Linked DNA regions of Pan troglodytes: region 1 is linked to region 2. Evidence: chromatin contacts called from public capture Hi-C data. All regions are on one chromosome and are shown on one strand. Each heading gives the region's core, a stretch centred on a gene start, on an enhancer-like site or on the middle of the called end of the contact. The rest is flanking DNA. Distances are from core to core; before and after follow the strand shown. Region 1 overlaps ZNF536 (zinc finger protein 536). Region 2 overlaps ZNF536 (zinc finger protein 536).

Evidence for each region. Capture Hi-C pulls out chosen DNA fragments and counts their contacts.
Region 1: a capture Hi-C map of stem cell-derived neural stem cells shows a contact between it and region 2, with 2.6 times the contacts expected there. The contact joins two enhancer-like sites. A contact is called at or near these places in 2 of 7 Hi-C or Micro-C datasets (induced pluripotent stem cells and stem cell-derived neural progenitor cells) and 1 of 1 other capture datasets (stem cell-derived neural stem cells).

What each region holds. Positions count from the first base shown.
Region 1 is chr20:33,740,542-33,747,171 of NHGRI_mPanTro3-v2.0_pri, reverse strand. The region is part of intron 5 of ZNF536 (zinc finger protein 536); the gene reads right to left. Among named protein-coding and RNA genes, the nearest start is that of ZNF536, 430 kb to the right of the region's middle. Within about 2 kb of position 4,106, at least 1 of the 24 cell types and tissues checked has an H3K27ac peak or open chromatin away from gene starts, as enhancers often do. A contact at or near this core is called in stem cell-derived neural stem cells, where this site is marked.
Region 2 is chr20:33,536,426-33,542,863 of NHGRI_mPanTro3-v2.0_pri, reverse strand. All of the region lies in intron 3 of ZNF536 (zinc finger protein 536), which reads right to left. Among named protein-coding and RNA genes, the nearest start is that of ZNF536, 220 kb to the right of the region's middle. Within about 2 kb of position 1,348, at least 9 of the 24 cell types and tissues checked have an H3K27ac peak or open chromatin away from gene starts, as enhancers often do. A contact at or near this core is called in stem cell-derived neural stem cells, where this site is marked.

The DNA.
Region 1 (6,630 bases), core at 2,857-5,356, 200 kb before region 2:
TCTCAATTTCCAATCAGGACATGCTCCCAGCCCTCGCATCTCCCCTGCAATTTCCATGGTTCAGACTGACCCCGTGCAGAGCAGAAACATCAGAATGAGGCCCTCCAAGTCCAGGGGCACCTAATGACACTGGCTTGGTGGCCTTGCCTGTCCCACAGTGTCAGGAGTGAACCAGGCTTTCTGTTGTGCCTCATAAAATGATGACAGGCATTGCTGCCCAGGGACACAGCCAAAGTAGACAGTGAGGTGTCACAGACCAGAGAGCAGATGTATGATTGCGTCCCTGCCGAGAAGGGAATGACATCCTTTGACTCTCTGGAGAGTGTGCTGCAGAGGAACTAACCTCACTGCTCCGGTTGTACACACAACAACATTGACAGCCAACAGTTCCATGAGCATCGTTGCACAGGGCACAGGGAGACAGAGTGACAGCGCGTTTCCAGCAGGGTAGAGATGGTGCAACGTGCTCCAGCCAAGGGGATAACCAAAAGCATGGCAGAGTTTTCATATTGTTTTAATGTGATTTCACAATCCTAAGTTAATTTATTTTCTTATGATGGAAAATGGTCTGGCACTGCCATATTCCAGTATGTGCTCCAAAAAGCAGTCTGATAAAATTCATTAGAAAAGAATTAAATTCATCATATAAAGCACAGCTGTTTTATTCTAAGTAGTTCCCAATTCAGAAGACCAGGCAATTGTTCCTTTGAGTAACACCAAGGACAGCACTGGAGAGGAACCAAGGAGAGGGTCTCCAGGACTCTAGAACTCCATCTTGCTGCAGAAGCAAAAACTTGCCTCATTTTTGAGCCCTCTCAAATACATGCAGACGTCAATGAAAGTGGGTTTGTTGGGTTTTTTTTTATGAAACAGAGTCTTGCTCTGTTGCCAAGGCTGGAGTGCAATGGTGCAATCCCAGCTCACTGCAGCCTCAAACTCCTGGGCTCAAGTGATCCTCCAACTGCAGCCTCCCAGGTAGCTGGGACTACAGGTGTGCACCACCACGCACAGCTAATTTTTACATTTTCTGTAGAGACAGGGTCCCATTATGTTGCTCAGGCTAGTCTCGAACTCCTAGGCTCAAGTGATCCTCCCACCTCAGCCTCCCAAAGCACTGGGATTACAGGTGTAAGCCACCAAGCCAACATGAACAGGGAATTTTAACCGGCCAGAGGAAAAGACACTAAAGAGCAAAAGGAGAACATTGCTAGATTCCTCCCTTGGATAAATCTGTAAAATCCTAGGTTTTAGCCAAACGCTCCCCATCTTTGCAGGCCCAGCTCAATTCTGCCCTATTCCCCAACCTCATTCCCTTCCCACCCATGTCTTGGGTAGCAATGCAGCTTGCATGGTTTAGCTCCATTTCTCTGAGTTGACGGCAAACTCCTTTGAAGTGAGGGCTGAGTTCACCCTCAGTTTCTTCCAGCCCTTCCCCATTCAATGACTTCCAGCTCCCTATACCAATCAGCATGCTGGGTTCTCAGTATGGCATTCCCCTTGCATGTGGCCACAATTGGGTACCACGTACCATTTTCTCTGAATGTAATATATAATAGATTCTTTTATTCACATTCAAAAACAGAAATGAGCAAAGCTCTCTGAGAAGATGATGAAGAGAGCAGGAAGCTCTTGCAGTCACCCGGCTACCCCTATGCAGTCTGTCATTGCAATACTCTACAAGACCCATTCAGTGCTGATTTTACTCTGTCTTGTAAATGGGAGAACATGTAGAAATTTTAACTTATGTGAGATTTATTTAACCAGCAGCCAAATGCTGAGAGCTGTCAATCTGAGTGTCCTGTGAGTCCTCCTAACTCCCTAGATGTACCCAGTACTAAAGTCCCTAAGAACAGAGTGCTTCGTTGTAGGAGCACAGCCAGGTGCCTCAGGCCACTCCTCACTTGTTCACTGTGCAGGTGACAGCTTGAGAAATTTGGCAGCAGAAGATCCTGCCTTTAACCAGCATTCAGAAATAAAAATTTCTGAAAAGTTAGCCCTGAATGCTGCTTGGGGATAAAGAAAGTCAACGCTGTAAGCACGGTGGCTTTGCCCAGCATGGGGGGATGTGTGGGGGGTGAGTGGCAGACACAGCTGAAGTGTAGAGCTCAGCAGAGCCTGCCTCAAGCCCAGCCCTCAAATTTACCTAAGCCACCAGCCTTCCAGGGCACTGGGTTCCTGGTCTTCATGCAGAAAAAAAACAAGCCTCAGTCAGTGCCCCAGTAGCACTGAGACCCATTACAGCAACAATCGCCCGGTTAAAAGAACTAAAGACCTAGATAGCCACCGCCCAGGGAAGCAGAAAGGTCTTTTTGGTTTCACCTTTATTTCATCACTCAACCAGGTGCAGTCATGGAGAAATCTTTGAATACAAGCATTCCACAGTTCTTTCGCTTTAGGAACCACGAATGTTGACTTAGGCTGTGTTTTGCCACATCTGACTCCAACGCAACCCACCAGTTTCCAGGAGAGACTGGGGATGGGGTGAATAAGGGGGGTGGTGAGGGGTGAATAAGGGGGGTGGTGAGGAATGAAGAGGGCCAAGTGGGATGATGATCAGATGATTGCATGCACTAATGAACATTCCAGATTTTGTGATGATCCCCAATACTGCCCACCTAGGAACTGGGTGATTACTATGCCGGGCGATCACACCTGTTGGATGTACCTAGGTGAAGGTCAGGCTCCCTCCCCACTGGGCCCCACGCAGCCTGGGCACCAGCCCTTGGCTCACACCTGCTGCCAGGTAGCAGCCAGGGAGACTTCTTATGCAGCCCGCTTGTTTCAAAGGAGCGTCGGCGACAGGGAGGGGAGGATCTCAAGACCTTTAATTAGCTGGGAATTGCACCCTCTCTAGTGGCTTGCTTGTGAGAACTAGAGAGCTAAGGAACAGCTCCTCAAAGAGGAAGATGGCACTTGCCAGAAGGCAGAGCTAAAGCACGCAGGTGAATCCTGGGTTCTGATGGGGCAAGAGTTCTCCATTCCAGCAAACTCCAGACAAGAGCCAGCAGCAGGGGGGCACGCAGCCTCCACCATTGCACATGCCCTGTGTGTGCCAGGGAAGTGACCCTCTTTTCCTGGGGTCTAACTTCCCTGTCTGCAAACTCTTGTGTTATGAGCAAGGCAGGCTGGGCGGGACCCCTTGGCGGAGAAGGGAAGAGCCACACCTCCCTAAGGAAGTGACTCCCACCTCTCTTCCATCACCTGCTCCTAAGGGAGTGACTCCCACCTCTCTTCCGTCCCCTGCTCCTAAGGGAGCGGCTCCCACCTCTCTTCCATCCTCTGCTCCTAAGGGAGCGGATCCCACCTCTCTTCTATCTCTTGTCCCAGACATTCTAGTTTTTCAAGAGAACCTGAAAGCCTGGATTTGTACATTTAAAAAATCTTTCATTTTTAAACTGTGTGCAACCAATTGAAAGCAAAAGTGTAATATCGGACAAGTCAAACAAAACACAACTGTGAGCTGGCTCCAGCCATCAGGCCACTCTTCAAGTTTCATTGCACTCATAGGCCTCTCAGAGGGCCCCACCTAACCTTCCATGCCCTGTGTCTGCTTGTCTCCCCGAAAGCAGATGTGCAGTGAGAAGACAGATGCTACACCCAGATCTAATGTGTGGTCTCTGGATCAGCAGCACAGCCATGACCCTGGAGCTGAAGGGCAGGATAGAGGGTCCTCCCCAGAACTACTGAGTCAGAATCTGCATCATAGCAAGATCCATGGGGATCTGGTTGCACATGAGACTTTGAGAAACACTTGTCTAAAAACAAGTAAGATAAAAGAGTCAAGCATGGTGAAACCCTCTCTCCTCTCCAGGACTTGGAAATGCCCAGATAACGGCACCTTCCCTCATGTTTAATCTTTTCCACCCAACCTTACTAGGCTAGAAATAGCCGCCATTCAGTCCTGGGAGGATCCTGGATTCTGACGGGGCATGGAGAGTGGATGCAGCACTGTCACTGGGTTCCCCGCCTTGGTGTTACAGCTTCCACTGCCCACACGGGGAGTAAGAAGTTGGTTTCCAGAATAATCCCTCTCTGGCTTCCATCGCTGCAGGAGACTTTACAGCCACCAGGGATGACCCCAAGCCCACGCCCCAGGTGAAGGTCAAGCAACCGGAACAATGCCACTCAGCTCAGATCACTAGGACAGGAAGCCCAGGAAAATTCCCTTCGGAGATCAGCCTTCTACGAAACTAGAAGTTGCATGCTACTGACTCCAGACCCAGGAGAGGCAGACACAGCACACACAGTAAAGGGGGAAAAGTTTCCTGGTGAGTCCTACAGAATGACGGGGCTCATTCACTCCTTAGAAAAGCACCTCTCTGCATCCATGGGGGCCTCAGGATGATGGTGGAAATGCCTGCTGCCATCTCAGCTTTACTTCCGCGACTCTCCCCAGATCCCCAGGCCTCGTCAGCAAAGACACATCTATCGATAATTACAGAATACACAGCTTTGGGGGGCATTTCCCTTCCATTCACGACATTTAGTGGTGTCAGTCTGAGCATAAATACAATTAGATTTGAGAGTTCTATTACAAAAGCCAATAAAGCGGGCCTCAGTAGAGATTCTAAAATTACTTAACTTTTCTTTAGAAAAATATTAAAACAGTATTATCACATCAATGAGAAGAAAAGACAGCAAGATAATAAAGTTATGTTAAACCTCCCTGTATTTACTCATGTGTGAAACAGTTATGTCTGGTCACATAATTGCAATGGTTCTGAGAAATATTTCATATTTTATAATGAACATTAAAAGAGTTTGTGGATCATTACTTTATATGAGTTCCAAAGTTATTACATAAAACCCAATAGGAATGGTTATAAATTATCAGATCCTCTGGCCTGGCCTTGGTAAACATAACATGAAGACTGAGACATTTCAGCAGACAAGATTCATGAGAAGAGGTAAAAATTCTTCCTGCATTTTAAGGAGAAAAGAAGACCAGAGTACTTGTAACCAGCTCTTAGCATTTTTGTTTCTGTTTCAAAGAAATTCTATTGAACCACTTGCTTAAGCCACACACACACAAAGCTTCTGTTAGAACAAAAGAGAATTTCCTTTAGACACTGCCCTCATCTCCCCATTTTTCATTATCCTATCTGTGGCCTTAAGGTCACTGCCAAATTCTTGAATTTTTCAACACAGTGTGGGTTTAAAATGCTGTACTTAGCAGGCTCATACGATACCCAACAATTCTTTATTTTCAAAAGGAGATCCTCTCTTTGAAATCTGAAAATATGGCATCTTTACAGAAATTGGAGAGTTGATAACATTCTGAGGAAGTTTTCTTTTGGGGTCTGCAGAATAGGTTTGTAGACAGCATTTTAATTACAAACTATCATTCGTGAACCACGGTTAAGCATGAAATGGATGCTATTCAATTTCCTCGTGCTTATTCTCTTTTTAAAAAATAAATCACAGCATTATATTTTGTTCTGAAAAATCACACCTGGAGCTTCCCTTCCTCCCTCCCCCTTGCTTTCTGCAAGGTGAAAGAGTTAAGTATCGGAAGAATAGCAGCTGGGTAAACAAAGTTAAGGACCAGAGAAGTAACGTCGAATCTTCTTGTCAGCATCCAAGAGGCACAGTGCCCAACTGGGCCTTTGGAGATGCTGAAAATTGGGGCGCTTTCTGATGAAACACACAGGCAACATTTGCTACCTGGTTCTAGGAAATACAGGCACCTCCCTCGCCTTTGTCCAAAGCAGCCCCGCTTCCGGTACCTGTGGAGTGAAGGTGGGCGCCCGCCCTCCAGGACCCCACCTAACCCCTGTGAGGCTCCCCTACCTGCCAACTCCCAACCTTATCCCGGGTTCTCCCCTTTATGTGGCGCAGCTGTTGGTGAGGCTTTCTCAGCAAACAGATGTCTTTTGGAGAATTTAAAGCTCTGAGTTGGAGGCCAGATTCTGACTGTACTTTGAATTATGTCTGCCTCGATCATTATGCAGTCATTCACATATATTTTAGACATCAATATTGTCTTGAAATATTCTCGAGTTCTCAATGCTATTTATATGCTTCCATTCTCTCCTTTGCTTCTGCTCTGACAGTATGCTCCAACGTCCCAGAGTCACTGACGACTTGCAGATCATTTTAACACATATTTTCATTGGTGAGGGCTTTGCCATTTCATTTAACATGATTTCTCGCTAAATTGAGCAGAGATTGACATTCTTGGGACAACAACCAACCTTGGTCATCTGTTTGGATGGAGGATTTACCCAGTTCAGTATTTTTTAAGATGAAACAGTGTCATGTGTTGCCTCTTTCTACGGACAGCAAGTTTTTACCAATGACAAAAGAAAGATTCTAAGGATGCCAATTTACAATGTGGGAGGAAAAAAATCTCTCCTTGCTTATTTACAGAAATGCTCATCGGCTAACATGTGAGATTCTGATATAATGTAAGCCCATAGGTAAAAGAAAAAGCAAACTCAAACTGTGAAAACAAAACAAAACAAAAACAGATATTTTCAGGACTTAAAGAGTAACAAGAAAAGGAGAGAAATCTTTGGGGCTCTTTCAGCACATTTAGTTCTAGGTCAAGTTTAGGAAAACCATCATGGCCCCTCAGAGCTTCATATGGTCACCAAGACAGCCAATCTGATTCAATGACTACTCTTACTT
Region 2 (6,438 bases), core at 99-2,598:
TCCATCTCTAGGTCTCCAAGTATACCCACGGTCTCTCTCTAGAACCAGTGGAATATCGAGGCCAGTATAACAGGCCTTGTTGAAGCCAGCCCTGTCCCCACCCCTTTGAGACATCAGGGCTACCTGCCAGAAACTTCTCAGGGAGAAGGGGCAGACGTGGGAAATGCACTCAGGTGTAGAGGAAGAAAGTCTTACCTTACCCTTCCTGGGAACGCACTTCCTATGAACAGGACACAAAGCTTCAAACCAGAGAAAGAATTAGAAAGATAAGCAACCTGGCAGTGAAGGGATCTGGGCGGCCAGAAGGACCCCAATCTGCCCTCTATGCAGAGGCTGCCCCAGCTCTGCAGAAGTGGCCTCTGGCAGGGCTCACATAACACAGTGGGCATCATTTCCCAGCTACCTGAGTGCATGGTAAGCATGCGAGTGGGTAAGAGTCAGACCCTGGAAGCTCGTGATACCTGCTTCTGGCCAAACCATCAATCAGGGGACACCTTGTGGCTGTCTGCAAAGCAAATTACTAACTCCCACCCCAACACACCCAAGGTGGTGGTCAAGACCTGAGCCTGGAACCTCCCATTCGAGTTAATAGAAATCACGCAGCTAATGCTTCAAGCTCTGTTTTGAAAATTGACCGCTTAATTCCTTGCCTCATTGTAACCTGTCCTTAGCTAATCTATGTTTTCCTTATTTCCATTAAATTTAGGTTTAAATGAACTGTTCCGTCCCTTGCGCTAACATGCATAGGGAGGAGAGCTTCATGGAGCTCCTCAGAAGCTCTGTGGGCAGGAGTGTTGGAAACAGAAGGGCAGCCCAGGCAACAGCGGTGTCCATCCCACAGATGGGCCAAGTGAGGCCGCCAGAGAAACACATTTGAGTGACTCCGCGGCCTCAAATCTAATCCCTCACAAGCAAAACCATGTCCTGCCTGTTAAGTGCTGGAGCAGAGAGGGTGCTCTGCCTCTGCAATTTTATGCCACACATCTCTGATGTTACACTCCTAGTCTGAAGACTTTCAGAGCCTGTGCCAGTACCCTCTTTCTGAAATGCCAAGTGACGGTGGAGTGGCATCAAGCAGCCCCGGAGAAGCGGGATTTATGGCTCCATGTAAAGGGGTCAGAAAGATGGTAAAAGCCCCGAAGTGTTACTGATTGTTCCCAAATCATCGCTCCTAAGCACAAGATGATACAAGTTTACCAACTGAATGGGAAGTTTATAAAAAGAAACTGCTGGTAGGCATCCGGCTCCGGGGAAGGAGGAGGACGATGTGACAGCCGCACATGAACCAGCATCTGAGAGCAACGGCGATCCCGGCACGAGCAGGGCGTCCCAAGTGGACAGACCACCCTTGGGCCCCAGCGGAAAGGTGGCCGCCAGGGGAAGACACGGGGGCCTCTGACCCTGTGCCCCATCTGACATTCCCCAGGAGCCACCTGACCAGCCGGCTTATTCGCCTAGGCGGGCGGCCACCTCAGCTCTCGGCTCTCAGCTCAGGGGACGGGCCTTGGCCGGCGTCCGCCTGGGCACAGCTTCGGCACACACGAGCCGATCCTCCGTAAATCTCCGCAAACACGGCGGCCGCCTGCACACGCTTCCACGGCAGAGACGGAAGGGCTGCATATGGCGCTCGGCTTTCACAGCTGAGCTTTAAAAAAAGTGCAGCTTTTCATCTCACTGAACCAGTTCCCAAATTAGGAGGTGGGGAAGGAAGGCTGGAGTTGGGGTGGGCTGGGGGCAGAAAAATAAGGAAGCAGGGGACAGGGGGAGGCGTAGGGGGAACCTTTAAGGCTAAATGTGATTTTAAAAGGAATCTCAGACTATGATCTGTTCATAAGGTCCCTCTGGAAAATTAAATAATGTTGCCTATTTGTCATCCCCAAATTGACTAATTTCAAGTTCCTAATATCATTTTTAAAATGATTTTTTAAATATATAACAATGAAGGAGTCTATCTAAGAGGGCATCACTCACATGCTTGAGCCTGGGCTAAAAAATTTTTAAGCATTATTTATAAATGGGATTATTGTTTTCCAAAGTTCTCCTCCACAAAGAGATTAGCTGCCACCATGCCCAGGGGGGTCTCCCCAAGTCCTTTTTAATTCCCTGCCTAGAGGTGGAAGGTGGTTGGACTGGAACAGGAGGAAGAAGCCTGCTCCGGCAGTTTTCCTGGAATTGCCTGGAAACTTTTACTTTCTGTTTCCTCTGCTGATAATGACTGTCTTCGGCTCTGCAGCCAGCTCCCCTCTCCCCCCCTCCAGCCCCCTGTTGCTGCAGCCTCCCCGAGCTCCGGTATAAAGTTTGGCTTTTGCAGCAGGAAGCAGCTGGGCCAAGCAACCAGCGAATGATAATGACCTCAGAAATCTGCTGTTCGCTCGGCAACAATAGGGTGCTCAGTCTACTGGAAAATTGTGTTCATCAGCTAACTCTGCTCAGTTACTAATTGACATTGCCAAATATTTTAAGAACAATTGGAATGCACAAGCAAAAAAAAAAAAAAAAAAATGAAGATCTTAATCCTCAAACTCAAATTTTTTTTTCTTTTTCTTTTTCTTCTTTTGGGTGCCTGGATTTGTTTGTGTGTGGAGCAGGCACCGGTTATCGTGAACGGGGGCAGGGAGGGGGAGCCACATGAGAAAAAGAGGTGGAAAAGAAAGAAAATCTATCATATCACTATACACCCCATGTAAATGCGAAAGCGCCCCAGATAAAGGCCTTTGATGCTGTGGTCAATGGGATGGAGACCCAGCATTTCAGGAATGCAGCTCTAACAACAAAAGAAGACCTCGCAAGGCTTTTAGCCCAGCTGACCAAATAATCCTTGTCCATCTCAAAATATTATACCAGAAGTAGTAGGGGTTAACGATATTTTCATCTTCGCATCTCTCCCTGGCTTTCCATTGATCCTGTAACTTAGCCGACTTTATTTAATGAACAGAGGGTCAATGCATTCAATTACCCCCTTCCCACCATCAACACTTCAATTATCCCCACTCCAAAATTATGTGGAATTCAGAAGGTAACTGCCCTGTTGGATATAATGAACAGTATCGTTTCTTAGTACATTAAGTTTTAATTATTCTGAGTGTGATTTCCAAAGCAAAATCTGAAGAAACAGAACTTTGGTTGTGTTCTGACTCAGAGCAAAGCGAGGATTCGAGCTCAGCCTTAGAGGAGGTTTTAGAGAAAGATGCAAAGATTAATGCCATAAGAGTGTTTGCATGCAAGCCAGAAATGAGGAGGCATCAAAACAGCCACCCCGCTTTCTAAATGCCATAAAAGTAAAATTAATAAGCTGCTGCTTTCCAAACAGTTTCTCTTTGCATTGTACACGGAGGCTACATTGAATGACATTGACCACGGTGTGAAATTACTGGTAAGTCAAATAAACAACAACAAAACAAAAATAAAACAAAGGGGGAAGATGGGGAAGTGATCTGTGTGACTAGTTTTGTCCATTTTCTGTTAGAAAATGTGACCTCTCAATTTGTCAAAGGTCCTAGTTTTCGCAGTTGATCTTAAGCTTGGTTCTCAGCAGTTTGGAGAGCCAAAGAACAAACACATTTTCTGGTTCACTGGAATCATTTTCACATGTTCACTGATTCAAACATTCTTTTGCTCACATAACAAACAGCTGCATCCCACATTAGCCTAGCCAGTGACAGTCGCCCATCTCGGCAATAACTGTTTGATTGCAAACTTGACCCCTTCTTCGTCTCGGTCTGAGCAAGACATTTTTAAACAGCCACTCCGTTCCCAATCCTTCTTTGCAAAGAATTACATCAGATAACAAAGGACGTCTCTGCCACTCATTGTAAGCCTTCTTCTAGAGATCTGTTCTAAGAGGCTCTGTAAAAAGGTTTTTTATGATGAATTCAGAACTACTATCATGTTAAGAGCAGCGATTTATAAAGAAGAATTCATTGGTTAAGATCTGAAAAAATAGTTTCTCAGGCCCTACTGACCCAGTTTTCAACAAAAAAAAAGAATCAAGTGATGCAAATTAAGTTTTGCGACATTGTTATGCAGTCTGAGAAATTTGTAAAACCGCGTTTTGCAGTTATTTCTTAATAGAAGCCTTAATAAGTACTCCTTTCTTTACTTAAGGGCTTAAAGATTTTTTTTCTCTCTCTCCTTCACCTTGCAGGTTTCTCTTTAACAGGTAATAATAAAATACCCATTATATCCAGATTTTTATTTAAATGCTTATTTTAATCGCACTTCTATACAAGTCAAACTTGTTGGAAATAAGAGGGAGGACTAACCAGATTTGGTTAAGAGCCCTAAATCCCAGGGAAACCTGAATGCCCCAGACGCACAGCTGATTCGGGTTGTATATTGGTATGCCCTCAATTCTCCTACTTAGTCAGAAAATTATGAAAGGGTCTAATTTGAATATGAAGAAAACAAAGAAGTCAACCAGAAATGAAAGAATCAGTATTCACAATTGTAAAATACTTCAATGAGGGGAAATAAAAGTGAGAAGATAACCACAACTCAAGTATAATTCTCTTTTGAGTCATGAGCACGGTTGGTTCTTTTTAAGCAAAATGGGTTTTTTCAACCAAGCACTGAGAGATAGGCAAGCAACAGAGATAGGAATAGCATGAGGCTATCACTTGGCCAGAAGGTGAGAAAAACACGGTAAACACGTCATTAATGAAGCTGAACATTTGGTGTCAGAATATTCTGCCGAGACCCTTACATTTCAGGAGGTCTGAGAGAGGGATGGAAATCTGTCAATGTTAACTCCATGTCACTCTAAAAACTTAGGGGAACCAGTTTGCTGTCTGCACCCTGTCCTGTAAAGGTCCTAATCCAGAATCAGAAACGACACATGCCAGAAGAGCAGACCTCATCCTAGGAGGCCAGAAAGAGCTCCTCCTGACATTGGGACACCTGGCACTTGGCTGCCTCTCAAGTAGGTATCTATCTTTACATGGTGAAAACCCTTCCCTCGAATCTTAGTATGTTCCATGTGACAGTCGCTCCAGGTAGTGTGACCTCACGCCTCCTTGGCACTCATGCTGCTGGTTAGACACTTCCTAAGTGTCTCATCCGTAATAAATCCCAAACAAGTCTAGGACTCCAGGAGTAGACAGTGTGTTTCATGGGTATTTAAGCAGCGGCATTAAGTGCTATCGGAATCTCTGGAATGTGCAGACCAGATTTATGTGTCTTAATAATTCTTTACTGGTTTGTAATAAGCCGGCAGAGTCCCACTTTATTTTAATACTAATTTTGTCCTAGAAGAAGAGTATGCTTAAGCAAGACTATAACAGCAAAGCTAAAACTGGCATCTACTTAATAAGTGCAGCAGTGAATTGCCTCCAAGATCGAAATAGGTATCTAAACCAAAGAGTGTGTGGGGGGGGGGGATCAAGAAAAAAGAAAAAACTTTTAAAAAATGACCCTCAACAGTGTGCTGCTACATCTTTAACAGTGGGCAAGGCAGTGCCTCGAGGTGCCTCAAACTGTCTTTCATTTTCTAGACTTAATGGCTGATTGCAGAAATCAATGTTGCCATTAGTAACAGGGTATTTGTTATGGCATGATTTCCTCTGTTGTTAGGCTGCAGAATGATTACAGTATTAGCGAGGTGCTTTCTTTATAAAGGGCTAGAGATATAACTTTCAATTTACTACCCATTAGTAAGGGGCTTTGGAAATATGGATGAAGGCAACACCTTACCTGCTGTTAGGTGGTGATTTTAATTTAGCCGTCTGAGGCTAGCGTGTTTTTTGTTGTTGTTGTTGTTGTTGTTTTGGTTTTTTTTTTTTTTTAAACTGGGCCAGGAAGCTTCATAATTTCACAGACATTTTGATGACAGATTTTCTGCTTTGCTATTTTAGACCCCAAAGCTGTATCGCCCGTGTAACACAGTACAATTTAAGACATAACAGTCATGCGTCTGTGTTTCAAATGCCTGTACTTTTCCAAACCATCAGAGGAAAGTGGTGGGGCTCTTTAGGTCACACGGATCTGGCAGGTGAGCCACGTTGTAATTTTGGAAGGGGCCAGAAGATAGGTTTGGCTTGGGGAGGGAGACTGCGGTGCCTGCATGAGAGAATTATGGGAATACGCTAAGGGGGAGAGAAAGATGGCGAAGTTTGGAACTTACACATTCACACCCAGGGATAGAGCAGAATGCCAGCTCCTGAGTTCCAGAGACCAGATGATGGCCGACAGCGTCAGGCGGTGAAATGGGGTTGGACAATTGCAAGAAAAAGGTAGATTATGCCCACTGAAAAATGTACCACCTGGCCATCTCCCGCACAACTTTCTTTTTTCTTTCTTTTTTTTTTTTTTTTTTTTTTTTTTTGAGACAGTGTCTCACTCTGTCGCTCAGGCTGGAGTGCAGTGGTGTGATCTTGGCTCACTGCAGCCTCCCCCTCCCAGGCTCAAGCGATTCTCCTGCCTTAGCCTCCCGAATAGCTAGGA